Regions from separate parts of the Mus musculus genome. Here region 2 is linked to region 1. The links are chromatin contacts, called in public Hi-C maps. All regions are on one chromosome and are shown on one strand. Each heading gives the region's core, a stretch centred on a gene start, on an enhancer-like site or on the middle of the called end of the contact. The rest is flanking DNA. Distances are from core to core; before and after follow the strand shown. Region 1 holds the start of Rwdd2b (RWD domain containing 2B). Region 2 holds the start of Donson (downstream neighbor of SON).

Evidence for each region. Hi-C and Micro-C count contacts between places; a contact is called where the count stands out from the background.
Region 2: a contact with region 1 is called in a Hi-C map of B cells, with 5 read pairs. The contact joins the promoter of Donson here to the promoter of Rwdd2b in region 1. A contact is called at or near these places in 1 of 39 promoter capture datasets (pre-B cells) and 1 of 484 Hi-C or Micro-C datasets (B cells).

Annotation. Positions count from the first base shown.
Region 1 is chr16:87,438,823-87,442,135 of GRCm38.p6, forward strand. Rwdd2b (RWD domain containing 2B) reads right to left here and starts at 1,770. Exons shown (of 5, transcript NM_016924.2): 1 at 1,615-1,770.
Region 2 is chr16:91,686,958-91,690,270 of GRCm38.p6, forward strand. Donson (downstream neighbor of SON) reads right to left here and starts at 1,771. Exons shown (of 10, transcript NM_021720.1): 1 at 1,450-1,771; 2 at 838-918. The coding sequence starts at 1,755. It overlaps Cryzl1 (crystallin, zeta (quinone reductase)-like 1), which reads right to left. Exons shown (of 13, transcript NM_133679.2): 13 at 2,365-2,958. The coding sequence ends at 2,859. Gm10785 (predicted gene 10785) reads left to right here and starts at 1,941. Exons shown (of 6, transcript NR_040389.1): 1 at 1,941-2,323.

The sequences.
Region 1 (3,313 bases), core at 520-3,019:
GGGGAAGGCCACTCCTTCCACAGCTCAGGCAGCCCCTTTCACGGTTGAAAGGCCCGAGCTTAGAAAGCTGAATCTGCAGAAGAAAGTGAAAGTATGGAGAGGTCATCCTCTATCGACAGCTTCCGCCCTTCTCTACCTACGTCCTGCATCCAAGGCAGTCTTGATGGTTCACATCAGAACACTACAGCTGCTGGCCAGGCATGGCGGCACAAGCCTTTAGTCCCAGCACTCGATTTAATTGAGGCATTGACTCAGGACACAGAGGCAGGAAGATGTGTGTGCAAGGCCAGTCTGGTCTATATTGAGTCTTCCATACCTGCTAGGGTTACACACTAAAGTTTAAAAAAAAAAATAGGAAGGGAAGAAAGAACTTAAGGAAGAAACTAGTTTAAGAAATATATGTAAACAAACAAATATTATAAAGCCGTTAAAATAAACACTGTGGGTGTTTGTTTGTTTGTTTGTTTGTTTTGGAGACAGGGTTTCTCTGTGTAGCCCTGGCTGTCCTGGAACTCATTCTGTAGACCAGGCTGGCCTCGAACTCAGAAATCCACCTGCCTCTGCCTCCCAAGTGCTGGGATTAAAGTGCTGCCTCCCACTGCTGGCTGCTAAAAGAAACATTGTTACTAATGTTCATGAATGGCTACCTTAAAACTGTAAAGGAAACAACAAAACATTGTTATAATTATCGGTTGTCACCTTTTTACAGAGTTTTGGATCACAGCCAGGGCCTGGTACCTGATCACACGTACATGAGAAAAGTCAGAAAAGGAATGTAGCAAGCAGTTGATAGTCAATTCAACAAAACTGAGAGATGGCTTCTGCGTCCTAGTTTATACACCTTCAGACTCTACACAAAAGATTCAGTCCCCATTTCTAAACTGGGAAGAATATGGCTGATGTGAAAACTGGGTAAGAATGTGTGGCCAGTCAGGCAGTGGTGGCACATGTCTTTAGTCCCAGCACTCAGATGGATCTCTGAGTTCAAGGGCAGCCTGGTCTACAGAGTGTATACCAGGACAACCAGGAAGGGATACACGGAGAAATCCTGTCTAGGAAGAACAAAAACAAAAACGTGTGGCATCAATGCTTAAAAAGATGGGTGGATTGCCAGCTGTAGTAGCACAGGTCCTTAATTCCAGTACTTGGGAGGCAGAGGTAGGGATTATCTCAGTGAGTCCGAGGTCAGCCTGGTCTACATAGTACACTGAAAGTTCTTTGCTAAAGTTACATGGCTTCAGTAAAATTTGCTTAGCTTTAGAGAAAATCTCATTGAGGTAGGGGCGGGTCATTCATGTTTCCGTGTGTACACATATACATACACACGCACAGAGATACACACACACACACACACACACACATGCCTTTGTCTCCGGAGAGCTGAGAGAAGCCACAGCCCCCATAGGATTATTTAAGGAGCTAAACCTAAACTCAGGTACCCAAGAGTTAACGCAGATACCCCGCACGCAGGCGCAGAATGTGGGCGGAGCCAGGAAACACCGAAGACGGTTCTGACCAATGGGCGGAAGTGCTGCTCCAGCGACCGCCCATTCGAGCCCCCATGGAAACATGGCCTTCATTCCGCTTAGCAAGGGCATCCAGTGCCACACTCACCCAGAGCTGGGGCTCCCGCACTGGCGACACCCCGGGGCCGGACGCGCTCGCAGCTCAGGTCTCACCCCAGAGAGAGAAAGGGAACGGCGCGATCTTTGAACCCTTCTTGCGGGAAGCCAGCGAGCGCTTTGCGGGCCGGCGCCTGCGCGTGAGGACGCAAGTCCCGGAAGCAGGAAGCTCCTCTCTTCTTGCTTAGCGTTCACGTCTGGAGCAGCGAAGGGGTGCTTTGACCCCCGCCGGTTGCTTTCTGGTCCTGGTTTTTATTCTTAATATTTCACCATCCCGGACTCATTGTCTTCCTGGGGACCGGGGCTGTGGCGGTGATACAGGACTGGCAAGGAATGCCAGCCAGCAGACAAAGAACAGATCCTCTTCTGCAGGTGGCAGGACTTTAATGCCTAATGCGTCTAGAAAAGAAGTATTTAATAGCTGACAGTCTTGTCATTCTCTTTTCTATACGTGACCCGTCCCTACAGAGAGAGAGAGAGAGAGAGAGAGAGAGAGAGAGAAATTCCAGGCTTAGGAAAGTGTTTGGTAGTTGCATTTTAACTAGGCTAGAAGTAAAACTCTGAGAGATTAAGTATGGTCTTAATCTCTTATTCCTACCTAACAACACTTTCCTAAGTAAGTGCTAGAGAAAAGCTCGGGGTCTCAAACAGGCCACCACTCCAACTGACGCCCCCGGGGACAAGGCAAACTTTAGTTGATCAAGTGGGCGCTCTCAGGAAAACGTGGACACAGATAGGAAATGCATTTGGTTTTGTTGGTGGTTGGCTGGTTGGATTTTTTTTATGAGGCAGTGTTTCCACGTGTAGCCTTGGCTATCCTGGAACTCTCCCTGTCGGTCAGGCTGGCCTCTGCCTCTGTCTCCACCGCCTACCAATGCATTTGGCTTTTATTTTAGCTCAGGTGGTGACTGCCTTTCCCCACTAGTTGGTGCCATACCTGGAAGTCTTAATTCAGTTTAGCTAGTCTGAAAATAATTGGTACATAGAACATGAAGGAGGGGGCGGTGGTGCACACTTTTTAATCCCAACGTGAGGGAGGCAGAGGCAGACTCAGGCACAACTCTGAGTTTGAGGCCATCCAGCCTGGTCTACAGAGTGAATTCCAGGATAGCTAGGATTACACCGGGAAAAAAAAGAGAAGGAAAGCGTTAGGGAAAAGGGTCACTGTTTTGAGGAGAGAAGGGTTACACTACTCTAGGTGATCAAATTACTGGGAAAGAGGGCTTTGCCATTTGTGTAAACAGGTTTAAACTGGAGGGCAGCGTCAAGCCTTAACGAGGTGGGAGAGAAAACTATTTGAATTCCTTGTTGGTTCTAAACACAAGTTTTATGTTATTTGCTAGGAGATGCATCTGATATTTCTTTCAGCAGGTTTGTTAATCATCAAATTAATGTGAAGCTTGCTGTTGTCCCTTCTTCAGGAGCCTTGCAGGCTGTGTTGAGTGGAGCCAACATAGGTCCACTGGAGCCATTGTTAACTGAGAATGTGGGCAGATATGGATTAGACAGTGGTGGAGATAATTCCAAATCCTGGGTTTCTAGAACCTTCCCTCTTGTGGCACTTCTTGTCTCTAAACCAGAGAGCAGTAAGACACTAAAATCGTGAGCAGGTAACTAATGTTAACCACCCTGGCTTTAAGTGGTCTTGGCTGGTAACCACGCTGGGAAGAGCTGTCAGTTTATCCCTGTTA
Region 2 (3,313 bases), core at 521-3,020, 4.2 Mb after region 1:
TTTTAAAGGGTTTTAAAAACATTACCTTCAGTTTTAAAAAAAATACAAAGAAAAAACAATTATAGTCAACTAGCTGCACAAGTCCGTATTGTCCACTCCAGAAGGACTTCCTTAGGGAACATCATACAAAGATCCTGTCAGAGAAGCTGACTATGTGAACACTAGCATGAATCTTGGGCACTCTCAGCCTGTTCCCAGTGGGGAAAAATGCATCTACCTGTAACTATGAGCAAGGGAGGGCAGACTGTTTCTCAACTTGTGGGAAGTGTTGAGCTTGATCCCCAGCACAAAGCAGGCTTTGGCCACCAGAGCCCATGTCTAGTATCAAAACACCTGTATAGAAATAATCACTCTCAAGTTTCTCTTTTCTTCTCAGAGAAGGTTCTCATGTGTCCCAGGCTGGCCTCAACTGTCTCTGCATCTGAGGATGCTATCAAAGGCCTGGCAATCCCTCCTTCACTCCAGTGAGACAGCTCTAAGTGTACAGCATCATGTCCCATGTAATTCATGGAATTCCTGGGGATCCAGCCCTGAGGTCTTTGAACATTAGGCAAGCATTTTACAAACTGAGGTTCAGTCCCAGACTTTGAATTCATTCCTGGAACTCATTTTTTCAAGAGAAAAGCTTTTGAGAAGTATGTTTATTAGAATATACATTATATTCAGCCCTTTGAAAGTATTTCCTAGAGTGAGCCATTGAGATGGCTCAGAAGGTAGAGGCACTTGCTTCTGGCCTGCCTGACAACCTGAGTCCAATCCTTCTACTCACACAGTGGAGGGACTGGCCTCTACACACACAATTGTGGCACAAACTAGAAATGTAATTTTTAAAAGTACCTGGGACAGTTCCGTGCCAGTTCTTTCATGAGATGATGTGTCCTCCCACAGCAAGTTATTTTCTTCATTAGAATCTAGAAGCTGAGGTTAAGAAAAGAGTGGTCCTTTTAAAACCTAAGCGATGAGGGAATGTGAACTATGTAAGGGCTCACCTGGCACACCAGGTTCTCAGGAGAGTGAGTGGGAGCTCACATCCATACAGTACCATGTTTCATTGCAGATTTGTGCCTGAACTTATCTAAACGGGAGGAAAGGCCAGACTTTGACGCATTTAATAACTGATACAAAAATCTTAGACCAAAAGTTCCAAAAAAGCTTTATGAGTAAAACCAACATTTGTAAATTCTGACCCGATTTATCTTCAACAGTCCACAGTAATTTCAAGTGCCTGAGAAAAAGGTCTTGAAAGGATGGTGAGAAGGCAGATTCTGTGGCTTTCCATCACAGTTCGGAGGACTATTCGAGCCACCTTCCTGGGTATCCATCCCTAAGTCCTTCTTACAGGAGAGGGCAGCCACCCCCTCCCCCGCCCCAGCTCAGGACATCAGCCTGCGGCGGCTGTTCGCGCCCATTCCCACCCCTGACGCCCGGCTGCGGGACGCGGAGACTCACCGGGCCCGACGCCCCCTGAGGACCGCGGAGCGGCTCTTCGCTGGCCTCGTCCGAGACTCGCGGCCGGTTGTCCAGGCGAGCGAAAGGGTTCCTGCGGGCGATGGTCGCGGCGGCGCCTCCTCTGCCGCCGGCGGTCGGGAAGGGGCGCAAGGGCAGCCCAGCCGCCAGCGCGGCGCGGCGGGGCGCGGGCTCCGGCAGTGAGGCGGGCACGGCGGCACCATGGTCCCGAGACCTTTTCCGGCGGAGCCGCACGGTCTCAGGCGGCCTCTTGAAGCTAGGCGAGTAGCCGGGCACCGAGACAGCCATTGCGCAGCACCGAGGCAGCTCCGCAGCCCTGCCGGGGCTTCCCGCGCGCCCCGGCCCCGCCCAGACCCCGCGCTGCTCACGGACTGGAGGCTCCTGAGGCCCCGCCCCGCCACGGGCCCGCCCCGACGGAGCATGCGTGCCAGGCCGTGCCGCCCCGCCCAACAGATTTCCCGGTGGCCGCTTCCGGCCGGGCGCGCGCAGCTCGCGGCTCTCCTGCTGCGAGGTCGGCGTCGCTGAGAACGCGACGGCGGCGCGCGGCACCCGGTAGGGCTCGGAAAAGGGATTAACAGTACCAACTCGGCAGCGGGCGTAGTGTCAGCCCCGGGTACGGAGCATGAATGCACAGCAAACAACACATTGATTGGTGGTGATGGGCAGTTACTTCTCTCCGTGAGAAGCCGCAATATCATTCTGAGAGAGACGGTGATGGGCCGAGCTCAACACAGTACCCACGAGGGGGAAATGTCCGCCAGCTTCAGGCTAGCCGCAGGCCAACTCTTCCACCCTTGTCCCCAGTGCCCGACCACCGCAGCCCTCTATGCAAATGCCGTCACTACTACAGGACCAGGTACTATGATTCCGTATGATCTCGGAGAAATTCAGAGTGAATGAATATTTAAAAACATTTTAAATGCCAGTGGATTAGATACTTTGAAGTCGGAAAGTACAAATGCTAAAATAATGGCATCAACGGTTTGTTAAGGAAGGTGTTGAGAATGAAGTTGATAACAAAATCAAATGACGTTTGGTATAGCAAAAGCATGTGACAGATGTATTTGCTAGAATAGTGTAGCTTTTGCTGAAAGCAGTTTTCTTAATGGAAAGAATTTTATAGCAGAGGCAAAGTGTACAGATACAATAACTAAAAGAAGCTTTTGGAATGTCCCCTTCAGATGGTAAAAAAATTATCTGGATTGTTTGCACATTAATTTTGGAAGTATTTTTCAAATATGTCAAATAACCAAACATCTTACTGTGGCAGGAAAACAGGCTTAAAAATATAAAATCTTGCTTTATCGTCCTTGGTTTTTCTCAACAATTTCCAAAGAAAACTGGCTTCCCCCACTGGTGTGGGTGCATCCGACTGAGATCAGGGAAGAGAATTAAAATTGAACGACTTGCTTTTTTCTTTCTTGATTTTTCTGAACAACTTCCATGGAAACCTTTGCCTCATACAGTGGGATGGGCTCATCGAGCAGAGGCCTGAGGAGGGAAATGATTCGAGATGTCAGGCACAGGCACAGAGGAGCACAGCACGCAGGATGCAGTAGACCACACATTTGCTTATTTTCCTTTATCTAACACAAGCAGCTCGAGCCTTTAATCCCAGCACTGGCGAGGCAGAGGCAGGTGAACCTCTGCAAGTTGCTGGTCAGCCAGCCTGAGCTAGATAGCTATCTTAAAAAGAAAAATCCAAACAGAAATTACAAATGCATTCATTAATATTTCTGTGGCTTAAAGAAGTAGTAATTTCCCCCCTTTTCTTTCTTTTTTAAAACTGGGTTTGTCTTGTTAGCTAGCCCAGTATGGCCTCAGACTCATGACTCTTAGCCTTCCA